Linked DNA regions of Hordeum vulgare: region 1 is linked to region 2. Evidence: chromatin contacts called from public Hi-C data. All regions are on one chromosome and are shown on one strand. Each heading gives the region's core, a stretch centred on a gene start, on an enhancer-like site or on the middle of the called end of the contact. The rest is flanking DNA. Distances are from core to core; before and after follow the strand shown.

The links. Hi-C and Micro-C count contacts between places; a contact is called where the count stands out from the background.
Region 1: a contact with region 2 is called in a Hi-C map of leaf, with 2.8 times the contacts expected there. The contact joins the promoter of LOC123445102 here to the promoter of LOC123445100 in region 2. A contact is called at or near these places in 3 of 6 Hi-C or Micro-C datasets (leaf and seedling).

Annotation. Positions count from the first base shown.
Region 1 is chr3H:562,963,477-562,967,027 of MorexV3_pseudomolecules_assembly, forward strand. It overlaps LOC123445102 (CLP protease regulatory subunit CLPX1, mitochondrial-like), which reads left to right and starts at 1,298. Exons shown (of 15, transcript XM_045122034.1): 1 at 1,298-2,024; 2 at 2,925-2,986; 3 at 3,166-3,266; 4 at 3,397-3,476. The coding sequence starts at 1,359.
Region 2 is chr3H:562,580,799-562,584,432 of MorexV3_pseudomolecules_assembly, forward strand. LOC123445100 reads left to right here and starts at 2,179. Exons shown (of 6, transcript XM_045122032.1): 1 at 2,179-2,605; 2 at 3,196-3,271; 3 at 3,549-3,634. The coding sequence starts at 2,237. It overlaps LOC123445099 (PHD finger protein ALFIN-LIKE 6-like), which reads left to right. Exons shown (of 5, transcript XM_045122031.1): 4 at 163-292; 5 at 386-995. The coding sequence ends at 679.

The DNA.
Region 1 (3,551 bases), core at 48-2,547, 380 kb after region 2:
CTTCCTACGTTTCTGATGCAAAGCTATAGCCACTAGAGGTAATTGAAATTGTTGGCATGCAATAAAAATGTTAGGTTTGTTAATAAATAAATCAAGTGTTGTACTACAATAAAAAATCTTTGGCGTTCAAAGCAATGTGGTTATTGTTATGTGGTGGCGCCGACAATTTTTGACGTACAGATCAACTGATTGAAAATTCCTTTGTTATGTTACAAAATTTTACTTGCGTTAAACACTTTCAAATTTCAGTGTTGTGCTAACATTTTCTACTTTTATAATAGTGATAGTATACCCCCGTGATGCAGCAAAATGTGATTACGAACACTAAAAATTATGAAACTCTTTTCCCGTTGCAACGTACGAACATTTTTACTAGTGACAAAAGAAAATTGAGGACCTAACAAAGACGGCCAAAAAGAGAAATGGAGCAACGGTGAGAGTGCAGTCGGCTTCCCCGCAAGTCCGATCGATCCAATTTTTCAAGTCACGTGCTCCCATGTGACAACCAACAGCCCGAGAATAAACAAGAGCAGGGGGGAATATACTGGTCAGCTATGCATCCACCGATGGTTGTGCCGCCCGGGGATTATGCTTCTTGGTTCGTACTACTCATCCCCTCGACGTTTGACATCGTGCACAAAATAGTTACCACGCGTTCCTCTGTCCGCTCCCCGGCACCGTAGGCCGGCGGCCGGCCGGCCGGCCGAGGCGATCGACCGAGCAAGCCCACCGTACACGCATAGCGCGCCCGGTAACCACCCCGATAATCAAGCGCGCGATCATGCGATGCAACTGCATGCACTAGCGCAGGTACTACCCGGCCGCCTGCCTGCTCAGCCTGCCGCCATGCGTCCGTGCGCAAGCTCCCCGGCAAACGTAAAGAGCATGGCTCTTCTTTCTTGCCGTCACGTCTCCCAAAGATGATCCCGAGGAACACTCCGATAACACGCAACCATCCAAACAAAGCACGTAGGCCATGCCACCCGGGCCCACAGATAAGGTTCCCTCCGCGCTTGTCTTTTTTTCTTTTTCTTTTTTTGTGGAGAAACCCCTCCGCACTTGGTGCACGCTACGCTAGGGGCCCCCACGTGCCCCACATGGCCGCCCCTAAACCGTGGGTGGCCCGCAGGTCGGCCTCCCCCGCCCCCCCTATCCACCCACCCACCCCGCGGCCGTTAACCGCTCCGGGCCGCAGGAGAAGGCCATCCCCGATCCGACGGCCCGGATCCGCCCGATCAAATCTCACTTCCCGCACCGCATAAAAAACGGAAACTTCTTCACCCACTTCCCTTCCCTCCCCACTCCCCCCTATCTCCTTCCACCCCCCCCATCTTCACCCCATCGGCGGGCGCATCGCCATGCTCCGGACCATCTCCAAGCTCCGGGAGGCGGCGGCGCCGCTCGCCTCCGCCGCCGTACGGCGATGCTCCGGCGGGCCGCGGATCCACGCCGACGCCAATTGCCCGCGCTGCACCGCCAACATCTCCGTCCAGTTCTCCCTGCAGCCCCTCCCGCCGCCCGCGGCCTCCTGCAGCGCCGAGGCCGCGGGCGCCCGCCCGCACCACCACGACGGGGCCAGCGTCTGCCCCGCGTGCCGTGGGGCCTTCCTGTTCCGCGCCCATCGGATCGACCCCATGCGGGGCGCGTTCCTCGAGATCCCCAGCGGCGTCGGGGCCGACGACGGCGAGGATGCGCACAGGGGCGACCTCTCTCGGATCAAGCGGTGGATTGCGGAGCGCCCTCCGGACGACTGGACTCAGATGCCGCCGCAGGCTCCCCCGATGCAGATGCCGCAGGTCCCCCCAACGCGACGTAAACAGGGGAGGAGAAGAGGGAGGGATGAAGGAGGCGGTGGCGGTGGCGGCAACGGTAATGGAGGGGACTCCTCGGGCGGGGAGGGAACGAGCGCGGCGCCCAAGAGGGAGTGGTGGGGAGGCGCCACCCTGGGGGAGGAACTCCCGACGCCGCGGGAGATGTGCCGGAGACTCGACGAGTTCGTCATCGGGCAGGGCAAGGCTAAAAAGGTACAGCCATCTGTCCCCAATTCTGGTCCAAAATGGTGCGATCGTTGTGATTTGCTTGCGTACGCCATGCAATGTAGTATGCTGGACTTGCACGGTTCACTGGTAGCTTGGCATCGGTAGGTGAATTTTGGGTTTTAGCATGAATCGTCCTAGGACGTTGACATAATTGAATGAAATAGCGTACGGCTGGTTGCTGGGGCAACGCAGAAATGCACCTGGTTTGAAGTACTTGCTGACTGTGCCTCCAATTAAAATTTTCTGCACATTTATGTGGTTGCTTGCTCAATGGGGGTTCTCCGAATTTTTGGTTTGTTTGATGGACGACTAAGACTGTGTGTTTCTGGTCGAAATGTAGAATTGGGTTCTGGTGATTCAAGATTGAGAAATCATGGCTGAGTAAATTCTATATGATCATCAATGCTGCTGATTACAGAATAATGGCATGCACGTACTACATTTTATCATATTGTACTACATGTGGGTGTGGGGATATGCTGTGAACTAAATTAGGCAAGAGTTCCTTGTGCCAATGATAAAATTTGTACAGATTTGATATGATCCTTCTGTGTATGTATTTGGAAGAAACTGTGATGCATCCTGTCGCAGGTTTACTGGATATCTATTTTTTTTCACTAATTGAAAGGAGTAAAATGCAACAAGTATTACCTTGTGTTTTCTTTTCCAACATAGAATATGTTTTTTCAGAACACAACATACCATACTCCCTCTGTTCACAAATATAACTTGTTCTGCCATTTTTCTGATTCGGATGTATATAGACGCATTTTAGTGTGTTTGTTCGCTCATTTTAGTCCGTATCTAGTCCATATTGAAATATCCAAAACATCTTATATTTGTGAAGGGAGGGAGTACGTGTTTAAACTCTTATCTTTGTTGCAGGTTCTATCAGTAGCCGTATACAACCACTACAAGAGAGTATATAACGCAACTGTACAGAAAGGGTTAGTATCTGTCCTGTAACTACCTGCCTCAGTCACCTTTTTTTATCATATCTCCACATCAACAAATCATGAAAGACAAATGCTTAAGTATTTTTACACATTGGTAATGTATCAGTTCAAAGGGATGTGTGTCAAATTAACTTGTTAATTGCCAATATTTGTGACGTTGTTGTATCCAGATCTGCGGACAATTCTGGGTGTCCAGACGCTGCAAATGATGATCACGATAATGTAGAGATAGATAAAAGCAATGTACTTCTGATGGGTCCAACAGGCTCAGGTCAGCTTTTTTATTTTAATCTTCCACATTCCTAGCTAGCATTTTCACATGATACAATATACATGTATAACGAGATTTATTATAAGTTGGAGCTGACACTGATATCTCTCTTCGTGCTATCTGCTGACAGGAAAAACATTGCTTGCAAAAACATTAGCACGCATTGTAAATGTACCATTCGTTATAGCTGATGCGACATCATTAACACAGGCAAGTCCATCACCACTTCACTGTCACATTGTTTTGGGAACTGTCTGAGAAGATTCCTACTTAAATGCATTCAAT
Region 2 (3,634 bases), core at 929-3,428:
CCAATCACTGCATTCTCTGAATTTGCTGTGTTCGCATTTTCACCTGTGTGTTAGAAAAACGATCCCTGCTGTAGCTGATTATTCTATCCCAAGTCAAGTTTGGGTTTACCTTCAAAATTCCAGTGTTACATTTTGATGCTACTTTATTATTTTCATGTGCAGGAGGCGACTGTTCAACATGATAAACAACTTGCCCACTATATACGAGGTAGTGACAGGAATTGCCAAGAAGCAGTCAAAGGAGAAGACTCCGAACAGCAGTAGCAAGAGCAGCAAGCCCAGTATGAAAGTGGTAAGTGCAACATCGCCTTTTTTGTTGCTGCCATGGATGATGGTGTTGTGGAATCGCCGCTGATCCAGTCTTGCTTATGCTTGCTGGGTGCAGCTGTCGAGAGCCGAGCCCCGTGCAAAGGCGAAGGTGCCGGCCCCCAAGGACGAGGAGGAGAGCGGCGAGGACGAGGGCGACGACGAGGAGGAGGAGCACGACAACACTCTTTGCGGGACTTGCGGCACCAATGACGGCAAGGACGAGTTCTGGATCTGCTGCGACAACTGCGAGAAGTGGTACCACGGCAAGTGCGTCAAGATCACGCCCGCCCGGGCGGAGCACATCAAGCACTACCGGTGCCCGGAGTGCACCAACGGCGGCTCCAACAGCAACAAGAGGGTCAAGACATGAGCGGGGTGGGCGCCGGGGGGAAAGCTGCGCTTGCTGCGAGGAAAACCAAGCATCTTCGCTCAGCCTCTAGATATCATTTATTCATGGCTTAGTTTCCTTCCTACTAGTCTGTAAGCGTGCTTCATCATGTTTTAAGAAAAACCTTGAGATTTTCGTGTGTGTGTTGACATCAACCAGCCTTTGTTAATTTCTAGCCTGTAAACTTTGTCGACTGCCAACTGACCATTTCTTCTTCATTATTCGTGGATCCTTTGTAGTTCCTGACTCTGTTGCCATCATTCGTACTGGAATTTGTGCTGATCCTCGGTTGCTTGAAGCTGTCTTTCTCAGTTAATGGAACACATGTTTTTGACCACTAGCAAAAGGACCCGTGCGTTGCAACGGGAGAAGAACAATTATAATCTCCAATGGTGCTGATCATATTATGTCTTTAAAATTTTAGGACATTTCTGGAAATGCATGAACATTTTTTGAATTAGCAAACATTTTTTTCAATTGCACTCAAAAAATAACACACAAACTTTTTTTCAAAATCCTGGACTTTTATTGTTTTCACCAACACTGTTCTCAAAATTATGAACATATTTTTGAATATGCGAATATTTTTACAAAAATCCTGAGCATTTTTTGAATTCACAATTTTTTTTTGTTCAAACTTTTATTTCAAAATTCCCAGTTTTATAAATTGCAAAAGTTTTTCAAAGTTCTAAATTATTTAAACTAAAAAATGGAACAGAAAAATGAAAATAAAAAATGAGACTAAAAACAGAGGCACGAACTGTTTTTATAATTTTTACACGGACTTTTGTTTAAAATCGTTGAATTTTTATTTTGTGGACATTTTCTCAAAGTTTAAATATTTTTTATATGCAAACATTTTTCAAAACTCCTGAGTAGTTTTTGAATTCTCAAAAAAGAATGGTTTTTTGAATATTTTATTTCGATATTCTCAGTTTCTTAAAATTGAAAAAAGTTGTTTGAAGTTCTAAATTATTTAAAATACAAAAACAAAATGGAACTGAAAAGAAAAATAAAAAAACTAAACTAAAAAAACAGGCGCCCACGCATGGGCCGGCCCAAACAGAAGTGCTGCATCTTTTTCCAACGCCCAGACCGTAATATAGGAGGTGCCTACATAAGCCGGCCCATGCCGGATATTTTCCTATTTAAAACGTTTTTTATGACTTATAGGTGGCATTGGTGGGTAATTTTAGTTAATTTTAAGAGCAATTTGGATGACGTATGGAAGAAGCACTATTTGCTTTATTAGTAGGTAAAGATAAAGAAGTAAAGATAAAGAAGTTGGGTGATCTTTTTTCCCCCCTGCTGTCTCTCTTTGCTTGTGTTGCAAAACAGCACCGAATTACAGGATCCCTCCTCACAAGTCTGGGCCTGACGGCGCGAACGGGCCGCACGGCGAAGCCCACCAATTGGCGAAACTCGGCCGAAACTAAACCCACCAAAGAAATCCCGTCCGGCCGTAGACGACCCAAAATCCGCGCCGCCGCATCCAACCCATCTTCCTTCCTTCCTCTCCTCCGCCGCTCCGGTGGCGCGATGGCCGCGCGGGCCCTCCTCCTCCGGACAGCCGCCCGCTGCTGCTCCCCTCTCCACTCCCCGTCCGCCGCCCCGCGCCTCCACCTGAGGCTCCGCAGCAACGCCGCCGCCCCCCAGCTCCGCTTCCCCTCGCTCTCCTTCTCTGCCTCCGCCGCGTCCACCAGCTCCCACGGCCCCAGCGGCGGTGACGCCGGAGAGGGGGAGGATGACAAGGGAGGGTACGAGAACTACCTGGGGATGACCGACGACGAGCTCATGGCGCAGTGCGACATGGGCACGTTCAAGTCCTCCGGCCCCGGCGGCCAGCACCGCAACAAGCGCGAGTCCGCCGTCCGGCTCCGCCACCATCCCACCGGCATCGTCGCTCAGGTCAGTATTCATTGTCCAGTTGGGCTGCGAGTTTGCTGCCCAAAACAGAGTGGTTAATTTAGCCGTGATGTCCAGTCCAGTGCTTGACGGATGTTGGCTCTCATCTCAAATGCTTGGCACTTTGTATAACATTCACACCATTGCCAGTAGAGCTTTGGAGGCGCATTGCCTAATTGAGAGATTCATGCTTGAAGTCAATTAACATAACGGTTAATAGTGTGTCCACAGCATCAACCAACAATATATGTACCCATCATGGCGGGCAGAAATTTTTATTGCTGTACTAACAAAGATCAATCTATCATTGTTTCAGTTAGTACCGCCGCAACCTTCATCGATGTCTTTGAACCCAAACAACATCTTGCACTAACCGTCTTAAATGAACATTCCATGCGATGCTTGCCATGTTCGTGTTTGATCGGTTCCCCGCTGAATTCATACGGTCATCACATTGAACTTCAAAATTCAAACCAACCAAATATCTGATTCTTAATATATATTTTTCCTTCATGTCAGCCATCTTATGTGGTAGAACTAGCTCTTTCTCCACTCCTTTGCGTGATAGTTTATCTTACCATGCTTCCCCACAGGCTGTGGAGGATAGGTCACAACATAAGAATCGATCATCTGCTTTATCTCGGCTTCGGACCCTGATTGCTCTCAAAGGTAAATCTGTTGTGCTTCAAGTTATGCATGTTTTAGCTCAGTAAATGTTTAAGTAATATCATGCATACTCAATACCACGACTTTATGATCTAAATGGCTCAGAACTTGTAATGTTAGTTGCAAATAACCCCAAGGCGGCAACCTTGTTTCAATAATTGTTTTATCTTGATCACCATGCACTTATAATTTACACCAAGCAAGAATGGTCGGGTTATGTTTACATCATTCATTTTCAATTTCCATGTTAGTAACATTTTGGTCGTTCACATCTTATCAGTCAGGAGGCCGATAAACCTTGATAACTACACTCCTCCAGTTGAACTTCTTCAGATATTGCCACTGAAGTCTACTATTCGATCAAAG